3 separate regions of the Mus musculus genome follow, and all the other regions are linked to region 2. A link is a contact called in public promoter capture Hi-C data. All regions are on one chromosome and are shown on one strand. Each heading gives the region's core, a stretch centred on a gene start, on an enhancer-like site or on the middle of the called end of the contact. The rest is flanking DNA. Distances are from core to core; before and after follow the strand shown.

Evidence for each region. Promoter capture Hi-C pulls out the DNA fragments that hold promoters and counts their contacts.
Region 1: a contact with region 2 is called in a promoter capture Hi-C map of embryonic stem cells, with 4 times the contacts expected there. The contact joins the promoter of Pebp1 here to the promoter of Prkab1 in region 2. A contact is called at or near these places in 4 of 39 promoter capture datasets (cranial neural crest, embryonic stem cells, hippocampal neurons and 1 more), 1 of 15 datasets of contacts at CTCF or cohesin (large pre-B cells), 9 of 484 Hi-C or Micro-C datasets (B cells, the G1E-ER4 cell line, Th1 cells and 3 more), 11 of 115 datasets of contacts at active chromatin or transcription factors (the 230-238 cell line, embryonic forebrain, embryonic hindbrain and 8 more) and 1 of 9 other capture datasets (macrophages).
Region 3: a promoter capture Hi-C map of liver shows a contact between it and region 2, with 3 times the contacts expected there. The contact joins the enhancer-like site here to the promoter of Prkab1 in region 2. A contact is called at or near these places in 6 of 39 promoter capture datasets (the 3T3-L1 cell line, the HPC-7 cell line, cranial neural crest and 2 more), 2 of 484 Hi-C or Micro-C datasets (B cells and liver) and 6 of 115 datasets of contacts at active chromatin or transcription factors (the 230-238 cell line, the SCID.adh cell line, astrocytes and 3 more).

Annotation. Positions count from the first base shown.
Region 1 is chr5:117,285,312-117,289,964 of GRCm38.p6, forward strand. Pebp1 (phosphatidylethanolamine binding protein 1) reads right to left here and starts at 2,253. Exons shown (of 4, transcript NM_018858.2): 1 at 2,098-2,253; 2 at 824-933; 3 at 410-510. The coding sequence starts at 2,232.
Region 2 is chr5:116,022,352-116,027,111 of GRCm38.p6, forward strand. It overlaps Prkab1 (protein kinase, AMP-activated, beta 1 non-catalytic subunit), which reads right to left and starts at 2,077. Exons shown (of 7, transcript NM_031869.2): 1 at 1,740-2,077. The coding sequence starts at 1,898. Gm13842 (predicted gene 13842) reads right to left here. Exons shown (of 2, transcript NR_165276.1): 2 at 4,060-4,760.
Region 3 is chr5:117,159,102-117,164,181 of GRCm38.p6, forward strand. All of the region lies in intron 1 of Taok3 (TAO kinase 3), which reads left to right. Among named protein-coding and RNA genes, the nearest start is that of Taok3, 42 kb to the left of the region's middle. Within about 2 kb of position 1,565, at least 125 of the 459 cell types and tissues checked have an H3K27ac peak or open chromatin away from gene starts, as enhancers often do. A contact at or near this core is called in the 230-238 cell line, B cells, the HPC-7 cell line and 1 more, where this site is marked.

The sequences.
Region 1 (4,653 bases), core at 1,003-3,502, 1.3 Mb after region 2:
GAGGAGGCTCAGAGAGCCCACAGAGCCCCCAGCAGCCCACTGCAAGCCTCCTGCAGCCCTTCCTGCCCTCTGTGCCCAGGACACTTGCCAGCCTGGCGACAGAGACCTTGTCTAGTATGAGGCCCTGGCTTTGATATTTCAAATCCACCACAAATCATTTACAGACCTAGCTCTCTCCGAGTCCCAGAAGTGGTTCTACAGAGGGCCTACCCAATCAGAACCAAAGTTCTGGCACCCACATCCTACAGGCTGACTGTCCCAGAAAAGACTTGCCTGAGGGGAAAAACAAGCAGGATTCTGCCGTCCTTACAGTAAGGCTTGGAAAGAACCCAGTGGTAGCCACCCCCGCCCTGCCTCATTCTCCCCCCCATCCCCCCCCCCCACACACACACACACAGCCTTTACTTACCTGTGCCACTGGGAGGCCCGGAGCCCACATAATCTGAGAGGACAGTGCCACTGCTAATGTCATTACCCTTCATGTTGACCACCAGGAAGTGGTGCCACTCCCTGCGGAGACAGAACACGAGGGGCTGTGAGCACCAGACACCTAGGACATTCTCAAGCTGGGCAATAACAGGCAGATGATACACTGGGAAGCCACAAGCAAGCATGAGGGCCTCACACCAAGAGACCCTGTTCCGGGGGGAGGGGGGCTGAGGTTGTGGCTCAGGGGGTCTCAGCCTGTGCTGCACGAGGCCCAGGACTTTCTCCCCACCACTACAAAATGACTGTAACCCCAGGAGGTCCACGCATCCCTGTCCAGCAGGGACTTCCGTGTCCGGATGATAGATAGCCTCTCCCCATCTTTTCCCCAACTGGCCTGAATTTGGGATCCTTCCTGCTGGGAGCATCGGGGTCTGTGAGGACCAGGGTGTAGAGTTTCCCAGGATCAAGGCCGTCCCATGAAATGCTGCTGGGCCTGTTCATAACCTGTAGGAAGGAACCAGTGTGGGGGTAAAAATCTAGAAATGCTCTCAAAACTCAACACTCTGCCACCTTATATTCCCAAAAGGTAAAACATGAGGGTTATTATTTTTATTCCTTTCTTTTACTACCGAGACAAAAAAAAAAATAGTTTATAGCAGTTTCACCCATGCAGATTAGTGGTAATTCCTAAGTATGGCCGCTACTAAAAGCCTGAAGCTTGGAGCTGGAGAGAATGCTGGGTTCCAAGAACTCTTGCAAAGGGTAGACATTTCCTGGCACTCCTGTGGGGGGGGGGTGGGGGGGTGCAACTCCAGCTCCAGGGGACCTGATGCCTCTTCTGACCTCCACAGCTCCCTGCTCTCTCACACACACAGCCACACACTCGCACATAATTAAAAACACAAAACCAATCTTAAAGAGCCAGGAGTCTAAAAAAAAATTTTAATTAAACAAAACAAAACCAGATGTGGTGCACGCCTTTAATCCCAGCACTGGAGAGGCAGAAGCAGGCAGATCTCTGTGAGTTCAAGGCCCGCCAGGGCCACAACTGAGTGAGACCCTACATGTAACACACACACCAAGCCAGCCTCGACAAACACTTGCCCACGTTATTAACAGAAAGTGGTGAGACAAGGAAGTCCGACGGTGGCAACGGGTCCTCCTCCACAACCTCACTGAGGGTCCCGAGCTACCTAACGCCTTTAAATATGGTGGCCAACGGTCCGCTTGGGGCCAGCTGAGGAGTAATCCGCCCTCGGAAAACGAGAGCGGCCAAGGACACGTACAAAGTTTGGGACAAGGGAGACCGGCCAGGGCTCCGAATGGAAACCTTCCAAGTCACCATCTCAAACCCTGCGCTCTAAATATATAAAGAGAACGGTTAGACCCAGTTTCTCTGAGCTTGGAACCGCTCTTGAGCGTCAGCATCCCACCCCCACCGCCACCCCCAGGAGCAACACAGGTTAATGAGAAAGCGCTGGCCCCGGAATCATTAATAAAGTGCGGGCTGCTCCCTGAGGAGGTGATTGCAAGCTCGGGACATTAGAAGGTTACAGAAGAGGCTTTCGGCTGTCGGGTGACGCTCCCGTCCGGTATACAAAGGCTGAGCTCGAGGCCTGCTCCGCCCCGCTGTCCCCCGGTCTCCCCGGCGGCGGGCCCACACCGTACCTGGGTGGGCGTTAGCACTTTGCCCAGCTCGTCCACCGTCACCCCGGCGTAGTCGACCCGCAGGGCGTGCTGGGGCGGCTCGTCCACCTCCTGCAAGCACAAGGGCCCGGCCCACTGGCTGATGTCGGCGGCCATGGCGATGGAGAGTTGGAAGGCACGCGCACGCCGAGTCCCGAGCGCTGTTAACGTAAAGCGCTTGCGCAGTTGACTGCCGCCCCGGGACCAACCGCAGGTCGGGTCACGCCCCTTCGCTCTCTGATTGGCTGAGCCGGAGCTGGGCGGTCCGAGCGCCAGGGTCACTGCGAAACTTCGCGGGTTGTGCCTGCAGGCCAGTGCGTGCATGGCTGTGGTGCAGATTAATGTTGCGGCTTCTCCTTTGCATTTGAAGGACTCTCTGCCCCATTTCGCAGTTCCCGGAGATAAGGCCATGCTTTCTCCCTAGCACTTCTTCAAACGAGCCAGGTTTCTTCCCTGCGTTATCTTTTGTTGTTGTTTTAAAAGTTCTTTAAATGCCAACGAAATTCAACCTCCCGGGAATCAATCAGTGTGTTGGTTGGGCTTAACCGCGGAGTGCAGGTGACTCCATAGCAGCAGTTCTGCAAGTTCTGCACAGATGATGGCCTTCCATCGCCGCCTAAATGCCCACACCGGAAACTCTCATCATTTAACCTTCCAAATGTTGTGCCTGTAAATTTGGGCAGAATTGCACGCACATGGTTGAGAGGAATGGCTGGATCTTGGTTGAGGCTTCAATGACAACTCTGCCTCCTAAGAGTGAATGTTGATAGACTACAAGCCCCATCTTCACGGTGCCTTCAAGTAGCAACTGCTGAGATCCTGAAGGGCTGGAACAAGACCTTTTACAGACAGTGTGACTTTACAAGACAAAGTGGAATTCAGGTTGCCAGTCGTTAGCTTCAGAATGTGGGTATCTCCTGGGGGGTTCCCAGATCATCCTAGGGGTCCTGAAAGAGATATTGAAAGTGTGATTGACAGGACCAGACTGAGGGTAAGCAAAGCTGGACCGGCCATCGCCAACTTTGCAGTTAGATACCAGCAGCCTCCCAAGACTGGAAGTAGTCAGAAATGTATGAAACTAGGTTTTTACAGTGTGGTAGCTAATAGAATACTCTACCCTTCAGGGACGATATGATCCCGGATTTGTTTGTTTGCTGGTTTGGGGTGTTGTTGTTATTGTTATTGTTGAGACAGGGTTTCTCTGTAGGCTTGGCTGTCCTGGAATTCGCTCTGTTGACCAGGCTGGTCTCCAACTCAGAGCTCTGTCTGCCTCTGCATCCTGAGTGCAGGGGTTAAAGACCTGTGCCACCACACCCAGCTCTCACTGATTTTTTTCACTTATTTATTAATTATATGTGGGGGGTTGGGGGAAGATACTGGACATGCCTGCAACAGGTCCAAGTATAGAGGTCAGAGAAAAAATGTGAGAGTCCACGTCTCCTTCTGTTGTACCACGTGGTGCCAGGGATGGACCTCAGGACTCTTGTAAGCTCCAGGAAACCCACTCAGATCTACATCTCATGGATCAAATGGACTCCATCCAGAAAGTACCCCTGTCAATCAATAGCCGAAGTTCCCCACCTGTTGAGTATTCTAAAGGGTGGGATTCCTCCCCAGGTCCCTAATTTTGGGATTCCCCTCCCCTAGCCACCAAGAACATGGGCCTAAGTGTTTCAAACTTCGAACCTCTATAACTTTGTTTTCCCAGGTATTTGTTACAGGGTTGAGAATCTGACTAAAACAAAAATACTGGGGGCTGCTGAGATGGCTCAGCAGGTAAGAGCACTGATTGCTCTTCTAAAGGTCCTGAGTTCAACCGCCCATGATGAGATCTGACGACCTCTTCTGGTGCATCTGAAGACAACTACAGCGTACTTATGTATAATAATAAATAAATTTTAAAAAAAAAACAAAACTCGGGGCTGGAGAGATGGCTCAGCGTTTAAGAGCACAGACTGCTCTTCCGAAGGTCCTGAGTTCAATTCCCGGCAACCACATGGTGTCTCACAACCATCTGTAACAAGATCTGGCGCCATCTTCTGGAGTGTCTGAAGACAGCTACAGTGTACTCACATATAATAAATAAATAAATCTTAAAAAACAAAAACAGGGCTGGTGAGATGGCTCAGCAGGTAAGAGCACCCGACTGCTCTTCCAAAGGTCCGGAGTTCAAATCCCAGCAACCACATGGTGGCTCACAACCATCCGCAACAAGATCTGACTCCCTCTTCTGGAGTGTCTGAAGACAGCTACAGTGTACTTACATATAATAAATAATAAATCTTTAAAAAAAAAAAAAAAAAAACAAACTTCTCAAAATTGCATATGAGCTGGGCATGGTGACATGAGCCTTTAATCCCAACCTTTGGGAGGCAGAAGCAAGCCATTTTCTCTCTGTGGCTTTTCAAGGCCAGCCTGGCCAAGTTCCAGGCTAGCCAGAGTTACACAGTGAGATGCTATCTTTCAAAAGAAAAAAAAAAAAACCCAAAAAGATAAAAACAAAAATAAAAATGTGCATTGAAAATGGACAGCCAGGGC
Region 2 (4,760 bases), core at 827-3,326:
AGATTGGATAACTAGCAGGGTTTGCTTGAGAGCTGTGGGGCTCTCACCCTTCCTAACGCTGCGCCCCTTTAATACGGTCCCCTATGTTGTGGTGACCCCCAACCATAAGACGATTTGGTTGCAACTTCGTATCTGTAACTTTGCTACGGTTCCGAATCGTAATAATACAAATATCCGACATGCAGGGTCTGGGGTGCCGACCCCTGTGAAGGGTCTGTTGGCTTCCAAGAGGGTGGCGGCCCACGGGTTGAGAGCCACCGCTTTAGAGGACAAGTAACTGTAGCTCCAGTGCTGAACTGGGGTAACAGGAAGAACCCCTGACTCGATCCATCAGCCACTACAGATGAAAAGAGAAAGGACGTCAGCTAAGTCCTTCCTCCCTGACCCTGAAGAGAACAGCACCACATCGCCCATTTCTTTTTAAAAAGTAAGTTTACTCAGTTCACTGCAAAGAGAGCAGAGGGCACTGCCAATATACACAGGCTACAACACAAATACCTTTTACTTCCTCTTAAATAGCCTTGGGCAAAAATGTCTTCTAGGGGTGGGGACAATCTCAACCGGGAAACACGCTAAAGATCGAGGTACACACCTTTCCCCTAATGCAACAAGCTCAGAAAACAAGCTCCTGCCACAAGACAAGTGTTCTGTGTAGCCCTGGCTGTCCTGGAACTCACTCTGTTGACCAGGTTGGCCTCGAACTCAGACATCTGCCTGCCTCTGCCTCCCAAGTGCTGGGATCAAAGTGCTGTGCCACCACTCCCTGGCAAAAGCAGGCTCTTTTAAAGTCAGACCCAAAATTAAGATCTGGAGAATAGTAATGTGGGTTATGTAGCCCAGTTAGGGGGTGGGGGTGGGGGAGTGAAAGCGGAGTGAGCTGGCCAGGCAATTAGCCTGTTTAAGTAATGGGGATTAGTTGGCAACCCGGCAAGTAACAGAGACCAGGCTGGTGAGCGCCAACGTTCCTGAATGTAGTTTATTCTGAGCAATTAGCTTCTTTCCTCCTAGAATCACCAAATGCCCTTGGACTGGGGCCCTGTAGCCGGAAGCACTGGCCACCTCACTGTGGTTTTAAGAGAATGTGGCTCAGGCAGGAACTTTCAGCTTGGCCTGCAAAAATCTGTTTGCTCTGGTCTGCTTAAAGTCCAAGGCATTATTTCAGTAACGTGGGAGAGAAGTGGGGGTAATTAGCTGCTGGCTGGCGTTCAGAGTGACTCTCGGTCACTGACCTCCTCCAGTGGAATTGCCGGATCTAAAATAAAGTGAGCAGGGTGGACTGAAACTGTCAGAACCAAACACCTCTGGCAGTCAGCTAGTCAACTTCATTTCCAGCTTAACGTATGTGCTCCCGTTTTACCGCCAAAAAGAACACTAGAACTCCCAACCCAACTTTTGCAAAAGCCGGTCGGCCTGAAGTGTCTCCAAGCCGCGCAATCAATTACACCGAAGAGAAAAGTCGACACGGGTGCTCAATTACAGTTTAGCTCGACTCTTAATTAATTAAGGATCTCAAACGCGGTCCCTGAGCTGCTTTCTCCTTAATGATGTTCAACCAAGCCCAGGGTGACTCTCCTCCCATCGGTAATTAGGCACAAGTCCCAGAACGGCAAAGAGGGCTATGACAGAGCCACCTCCCCCGCCCCCCCCCAAGGTGTGACGCTGGGAATGTGGCGGGAACTACAGCAAAGGGGGACCCTCCCCGTGAGTCAAGAGGGCTCCGACGCCCCTCCACTCAGCACCTTGATCTCTTCGGAGTGGAAGATGTCGGCGTCTTCAGGGCTGTCCATGAGGATCTTGGGCCTGTCCCCATCCTTGGCGCCCCCGGAGCTGTCCCTCCGCGGCGTCTTGTGGCCCGCCTGCCGCTCCAGCGCGGCGCGCTCGCTGCTCGTGTTGCCCATGGCTGGGAATCTGCAGGGACACAAGGAAGCCGGAAAGGCCGGGTCGGACCCCCGGGGATCGCGAGTCACGCCCTCTCGGATCGCGCGCTCGCTCGCCCGCCGAGCTCCGCTTTACCTGGCTCGGGCGACCGCGACTGGAACTCCGAACAGAGCCGGAGCGTAACCTGACACTCCTCCCGCAACTCCCCTCCACCCCTTAGCCACTTCCGCTTCCGGCCGGGCCCAGCGAAGGAAGGAAGGAAGGGTGGTCACTGGGGATGGAGCGCTCTCGGAGTTAGGGTGACATCAGTTCCGTTTCCGCCTCTTCCCTGCTGCTCAGCGCGAAGCGGTCGCGGGTGGTTCGGGGCTGCCACCAGATCGAGCTTCGTAGCGGCCAGCGGGAGGCGCGAGCGAGCGAGAATGCCAGAATGCCATGGATGGCGCCGACCACCTCACTCCAAGTTGGTTACTCTCCAGTAACTCGAATTACGAAACGCGAAACCCACGGCGGCTTGGAGCAAGCGCTTGCTCTTGCAGAGTACCCGGGTTCGGGTCCTGGCGCTTCCATGGTGGCTCACAACTGTTTGCAGTTTAAGTTCCAGGGGATCCCGGCGCCCAAGGCGGTGCACACATATACGGGAGGGCAGAGCATTCATACACATAATCGTAAAAACAAAACAAAACAAACAAGAAGAAGAAAAGGGAAAAAAAGAGAAAGCGCCGGGCATTGGTGGCGCACGCCTTTAATCCCAGCACTTGGGAGGCAGAGGCAGAGGATTTCTGAGTTCGAGGCCAGCGTGTTCTACAGAGTGAGTTCCAGGACAGCCAGGGCTATACAGAGAAACCCTGTCTCGAAAAAACCAAAACCAAACAAAAAACAAAACAAAACAAAAGAACCTCACGTTTAAGTCTCTCCCGTAGATGCACTGGCTCTCACAATTGAATGTATTAGGACAACCTAGGGCTCCTTCAAAAGGAAGGCCTCTCCAGAGTGGCCAAATCGTAATTTCTGTCTGTAGACTAAGGATGGAGGATGCTGACCATCTTCCAGGTGTTTGAGAAAACTTAAAGACCTAAGATTTCTGGGAAATTGACGTTCTCAGTTGGGTTCTGTTGTTTGTTTCAAGTTGAGTGCCTATTGATAAGTCTTTTTGCAAGAGCCTTGGGGCTACATTGGCCACATTATGTGTAAAATGTATCAGGGCTTAGTGTTTCAGCAGAGGTACAGACTGCTGTAATAAAACGATCTCAGCTTCACAGTCAGCCTTTAAAGAAACAACAACAACATTGTCTTGTGGGGTTTGTTTGTTTGCTTTGCATTGGATTTTCTAGGTCATGTCTTACATTTACCCATACATATGTTTTGGTTTTTTTGTTATTCTGTTTTTGTGTGTGTTTTTTGAGACATGGTTTCTGTGTGTAACAGCTCTGGCTGTCCTGGAACTTACTTTGTAGACCAAGCTAGCCTTGAATTCATAGAGATCCACCTTCCTCTTCCTCCCACTCAAGTGTTGGGATTAATGGTGTGTACCACCCTGCCCAGTGAACATCTATATTTTAAATTATCTGCAATGTGACACATTTTTGTTAAGGGAACCAGGGACCCCGATGTCTGACATGTGGTCTTCTAGAGGGACTTTAACAGTATCTATCTACAAGGAAACTTAAAAATTTATGGACAATTTCTAGTGGATTTCAATAAAAATTCACACATGAAAATGATATACGAGCATGCTTTCCTGAAGCATTGATTCTAACCACTATACTAATGCTAAGACGCATGTTTTAAAATATTTTATCGCCAGCATTGTGTGAGTGAGCATGAAGAGACGTTCTAACATTCCACATTCTAAAGCCAAGCCTCAGCCTGGCTCTGCAGTCAGCCCGACTGAGTTCAGATTCCAAATTTACCATTTAAGAAGTTCCATCATGGGGTCTATTGGGAAATGGCCCCTAAATAGCTATCTTAGAGGCCTGCTTTGTGACTCACTTTATAACAGTGCGAGAGTAGTGTGGTTACCGCTTGACTCTAGAATGCAACTCAATGGGTGTGGCTTTTTTTTTTTTTTTAATCAGCACCGTCCTTTTTGAAGATGGAAAGTTCTGGAAGGATGCATAGCAAACCCCATAGATTGTGAGAACGAAAAAGGAATAAACAGAAGAGAGAGTTTTGCTTCTTAGCTTGTGTGTTTATATACTTCTCTTTATTTATTTGCCAGTGAGGCTGTGAGCAAAAATAAGAGATGCTCCAAGTGTAAAGGAATCTTTACAGAGGAGGGGTGGACCACAGGAAGGTAAAGGCGCAGTTCGGAAGGAATTCTCTCTGAGCTAGGAGAAGGGCTGAGTGAGGGCCAAGGAGAATTTTCTGGAACCAACGACCAACAAGGTTGAGTTTACTCCATGAAATCTGAACCCGTTGAACGTTCCGGGATGAGCATGGTCCCCACGTTCTCCCGCAGGCAATGAGGAGGGCGCAACCAGAAGGCCTTTATCTGAGCTCTGCACATGCTTTGATGTGCCCGGACAGCCTCCAGACTTCTGCTCTTACTCAGATAACAGTGAAAGCACCATCCGGTGATACCCAGACACCCACGTGCATAGCCGGAAGATCTTGTGTTTTCCAGCCAACAAGACAGCCCAGTTCCCGGGATTGCACAAGTGAGCTCTGCTTGCGGGGATGCCCGCTACAGAAGGCAAGTGAGCACTGAGATCTTGGCTGAACCCTCTTCTCAAGACTGTGCTGTCTGGTTTGTATACCTCATGGGCTGACTCTAGCCTCTTTCCAACAGGAACAATCAACACAGAATCAAAGGTGCTGGCTGGAGAGATGGCTCAGTGGTATAGATGCTTGTATCCTGATGACCCGAGTTCAATCCCCAGACA
Region 3 (5,080 bases), core at 315-2,814, 1.1 Mb after region 2:
CCCAGTCCTGGAAGATCTGGAGCCCTCTTCTGGCCTCTGTGGGCACCAGACATGCACACAGCACACAGACAGGGAAAACACCCATACGCATAAAATAACTAAATCTAAAAGTAAGTTTAATTTATATGTGAGTTTTATCTGATGGCTTGTTTGCTTTTGCTGTTTATTTAGTGTAGGTGGGGAGTGGGGGCCATGGCACGCCTGTGGCGGACAGAGGACAACTTGCAGGGATCTGTTCTCTCCCTCCAGCCTGTCTTCCTCAAGACAAACCCAGGTCATCAGGTTTGCTAACGAGTGCCTTTACCAGCCGCATCATCTCTGATCCCGTTCATGGGTTTCAAAGCCCTACTCTCTTTCTCCTGATGGAGTCTCTTATAGCCTTACCAGCCTGGAACTCACTGTGTACCCTTAACCTTGATCTCCCGGTCCTCCTGCCTGTACCTCCCAACTGCTGGGATTACAGAGCTGTACGGCCACTTCCCGTTTATGTGGTGCTGACGAGAAAACCCCTTCATGCGTGTTAAAGCAGTCATTTTCCTGACTGAGCTACACCCCTGACCCTACAGTGTGTAGGGTCACATTTATCTTTGCTCTTTTCCACTGTTTTCCTGTTTTCAGCATCTTTTCCCTTCTTTAGGGACAGCCTCCCTCCCTCCCTCCCCACCACACACATCCAGGCTTCAAGTTCCCTGCAGATTTAATGCAGGGCTAGCAGGGCAGAGCCTCAGAAGGTCACACCTCAGGCTTGTTGTGTGAGGTGGTGATACTACAGGCCCCCTGTGGAGATAGGCAGCGTTACTCCACAGCTCAAAATAAAGTGGAGCGTGCAGGCTTGTGACACAAGCCGTGAGAGACAAGGGGAAAAAAAAACCTCCCAGGCTAACTCAGTGGTGTCTGGGACAATTAGCCCCTGAAGCTTCTGTTTCATTTCTGCATTTGCAAGTCACACCAGAATGAGAAACTGAGTAATTTGATTATAAACTGTGTGGGTTGTAGCACTTGTTGAATTGGGTTCCTTGATGGTCACTGCTGATTGTTGACTTGACAGGATCTAGGATCACCCAGGAGGTGGGTCTCTGGGCATCTATGTGGGGGATCACCTTGGCTGTGTTCACTGAGGTGGGAAGACCTGTGCACTGTGTGTGGGAGACACACGTGCACTGCAGGCAGAAGAAAGCCGTGTGCACCGTGTATCACTGTCCTCCGACTGCAAACATCTGTGGCCAGCTGCCCCAAGCTCCCACTGCCTCGACCTCCCTCCAGCCCCCAAGAAGAACTGTGACCTGAAACTGAGAGCTAACACAAACCCTTTCTCCATTAAGCAGCTCCTGCCAAAGCTTTTTTTTTTTTTTTTTTTTTTTAATCGCAGCAACAGGGAAAAAGAAAGAAAACTAACGCTATCAAACCATACACCTTAGTGTCTTTCTCATGCGCCAAGGCCTCAACCTGCTGAGGCTGGCCTTGAAGTCCCTGATCTTCTGCTTCTGCCTCCCAGGTGCCGGAACTACAGACACGAATCACTGTGCCTAGCTAACCATAAACCCTTAACACATGCGTCATTCTGAGAAATCGTTCCCTCACTATGTGTTCCACCAACCCAAGAACAATACCTTACTTTGTTGTAGTTGCACGAGGCAAGGCTGGTCGTAGATTACAGAAACAGTTTATGTGACCTTTGCACTCCAAAAGCCATGACACAGCTGTGCCGTTTCTTCCAAGCCCTCTTTTCCTTCTTTCTCTGCCCCTCGTTTTGAAGTATTAAGGACTGAACAAGGACCCTGTCTGTGCCGGGCACACGCTATACTGAGCTCCAGCCCACAGTGCTGAGTCTTGAGAGCCGTATTGTTACAGAATTTAACTGTATTTCCTCACAAGCTTCTCTGGAGAGTGCTGCTAGTGGGGATTGACTCTAGAGCTTCCGGTCTACTGGGCTTTTACCGCTGAGCTGCATCCCCAGACCGCTTCCATAGCTTCCATGCTGTAGATGTTGAGTTAAAGTACTGCATTTCTTAAAAAAGCTTTAAATTTTCTATATACATATATACACATAACAAAATTAAAAACAAACAAACACCCTTAGAGGAAATTATAGACATGAAAGATGGTCATATTAACCATCAGTATTCTTGAAGAAGATAGTGAAAATATATTAAAAAGATAAAATTAAAATAGTTCTAGAAATAAGAAAGAAGGTGAAGCTATAGTTTGAAAGGACCACAGTATCCCGGGTGATATGTATATAATGGAGGCCAGAAGAGGGCATCAGATCCCCTGGAACTGGACTCGCAGGTGGTTGTGAGCCCACATGTGGGTTCTGGGAATTGAACCCAGGTCCTCCAGAAGCTCAGCCAGTGCTGTTAAGTGCTGAGCCATCTCTCCAGCTCTCTTCTCTCACTTTCCAGGACTTAATGATACTAGGCCTTGCTTGGGTCTTTTTCATCTCATCTGCTTGATTTGTCTTTAGCAATAATTTTTATTTAAAGCATCTTGAGCAAATGGTGAAATAATAATACTCATGAAAGCATATTTTGATGATAAATAATAACTTTGAACCAGTAGATTCAAGTATTAATGAAAAATATTAATTTTTTAAAAGACATTGGGCTAGTCTTTCAGATGTAAATATCCCAAACTTGCCTTTGAGTCTTTTTGTCTTGGTATTAAAGAGTTTATTTTTAGGATGTGTAACTTGGTAATTTAGGATACTTCTCAGTATTTAATTCCATGATAATTTCACCCGGGATACTGTGGTCCTTTCAAACTATAGTTTCATCTTCTTTCTTATTTCTAGAATTGCTTTAATTTTATCTTTTTAATATGTTTTCACTATCTTCTTCAAGAATATTGGCGGTTAATATGACCATCTTTCAAGTCTATAATTTCCTCTAAGGGTGTTTGTTTGTTTGTTTGTTTTTAACTTTGCTCAGTGTCTTCTGCCTCGTTTTCTTCAGAGTTCGTATACTCAAGTCCCTGAGCCCCTTTCAGGGTTCCCAGTTCTTTGTTCCACTTCCCTGCAGAATTAACTCATTGCAGTGTGGATTTGTCTTTTTCCTTTATTATTAGTAGTAAATCCTTCTCTTGGAAGTCAGCTCTCTTGACTTCCAGGTCACATTTCATTCCTGTTGTGGCTTCCAGTATCGCCATCGCCTGCTAGCCTCGCTGTGAGATCCTGTCTCGTATAGTTAATCGCAATAAAGAAATCAGTGGACAGCACTGTCTGATGCCGCTGTCCTCTGCCCTTGTTTCTGAAGTCTTCTCCACCCATCATTGTTTTCCTATTTGTGTTTTGTTGGATTTTTACACACCCCCACTGCAAAGAGCTGCCACCGTGTCCTTCCTGTAATTACTCATGCCCTCGTGGAATCGGTTTTCCCCTGTCCTTCATGGTCCCTGAGGGAAGGGTTCAAAGCTACACTTAAGCTAGGACTTAAGGCTATCAACAAGAGGGTTCCTTTTTGTGTGGCTAAAACAACGGGAAACAACTTATTCGTGAGTTCTTCTAGCCTTTACATAAATAGAGATCTCATATTTTGCAGTTTTATTGTACTAATTTTGCAAAAAAAATATAACTCTTTTAATAGAGTTCATCAATTATAGTGTATAAGTTTCTGTGTGAGATCTGTGAAGCACATACATGAGAGGCTGGCTCTGAGGATCTATGGGGCCTACGAAGATTTGTAGACAGAGCCAGCAGCTGTTGCTAGGGGTAGCGGGGGGGACACAAGTGCATATTATAAACTCCCTTGTGCAGGAATGAGATTCCAGTGTGATAGGGCTTCCTGTCTCGAGGTTTCCCTTCTGCGTTCTGCCATTGTTAGCAGCTTTCTTTCCTATGCTTTAAGTCTTCCCTCCCTGCTCTCCTATGTTAAAGGAGGAAAGGATGGCCAGCACCCAGTCAGACATGCTGCTTATGCTCCTAGGATGACTGATGGCAAAGTCTGCCTTCTGAGATCGGATAGGAAGATGCGCGTCACAAAAATGTAACAGAAGAGTATCTGAGAAAAACTCTGTGTGTGTGTGTGCGTGTGCGTGTGTGTGTGTGTGTGTGTGTGTGTGTGTGTGTGTGTGTTGTTGTTGTTGTTGTTGTTGTTGTTGTTGTTAGTAGTTGACCACAGGACCTTAGCATGTGCTAAACAAGCACTCTATCTGCTAACCTAAGCCTCCAGCCCCAGATAATTCCTACACTGCTTTTTACTTTATTCTGTTTCCCCTAAATTCTCATTAAGATGAGATAGTGATTGAGAACAGATTGAATACTGAAACTTTAACCAGTCAAGGATACTCTCCCAGCTTTGCAACTTTGCTAGGATACACTTTTTTTTTTTTTTCCGAGACAGGGTTTCTCTGTGTAGCCCTGGCTGTCCTGGAACTCACTTTGTAGACCAGGCTGGCCTTGAACTCAGAAATCCGCCTGCCTCTGCCTCCCAAGTGCTGGGATTAAAGGCGTGTGCCACCACGCCCGGCTTTAGGATACACTTTTTTAAGAAAGTTTTTTTTTTTTATGTGTATGAGTGTTTGTCTACATCTCTGTCAGTGCACAGTGAGCATCCAGTGCCCGTAGAGGGCAGAAGAGGGGACCGGATCCCCTGGAACTGGAGCCACAGGCAATCAGGAGCCACCATGGGAATGCTGAGAGCCAAACCCACGTCCTCTGCAAGAACAGCCAACACTTAACCAGTGAGCTGTCTCTCCAGCCCACTGAGGCCCAGATTGACATTAAGGCTCTGAAGAAGCGTCACAGCACACGAGGAGTGTGCACGTCTCTGTGTCTGGGGATGTACGCTCCACACTTCAGAAGTATCTGCGCACGGCTCGTTGAGTGTGAACAGCACGCAGAGAACTGTTAGAAACAAGCGACATAGCAGAGAAGGAAGCAGCCAGGAGGAGGAGTGGATGACAAAGGGCAGAACAGGTGACAGCTGGTGTGGACAGGTGGTAGCCATGCGCTGCCAGGAGAAAAAGGAAGGCCACCTTTGCAGTCAAGAGGGAGGTGGATGGAAAGAATGGTTCTAAGAAATAAATGACAGTGGCCGGTGAGCCCATTCAGCTGCGGGTCATATACATGCCCGAGAGCCCAGTG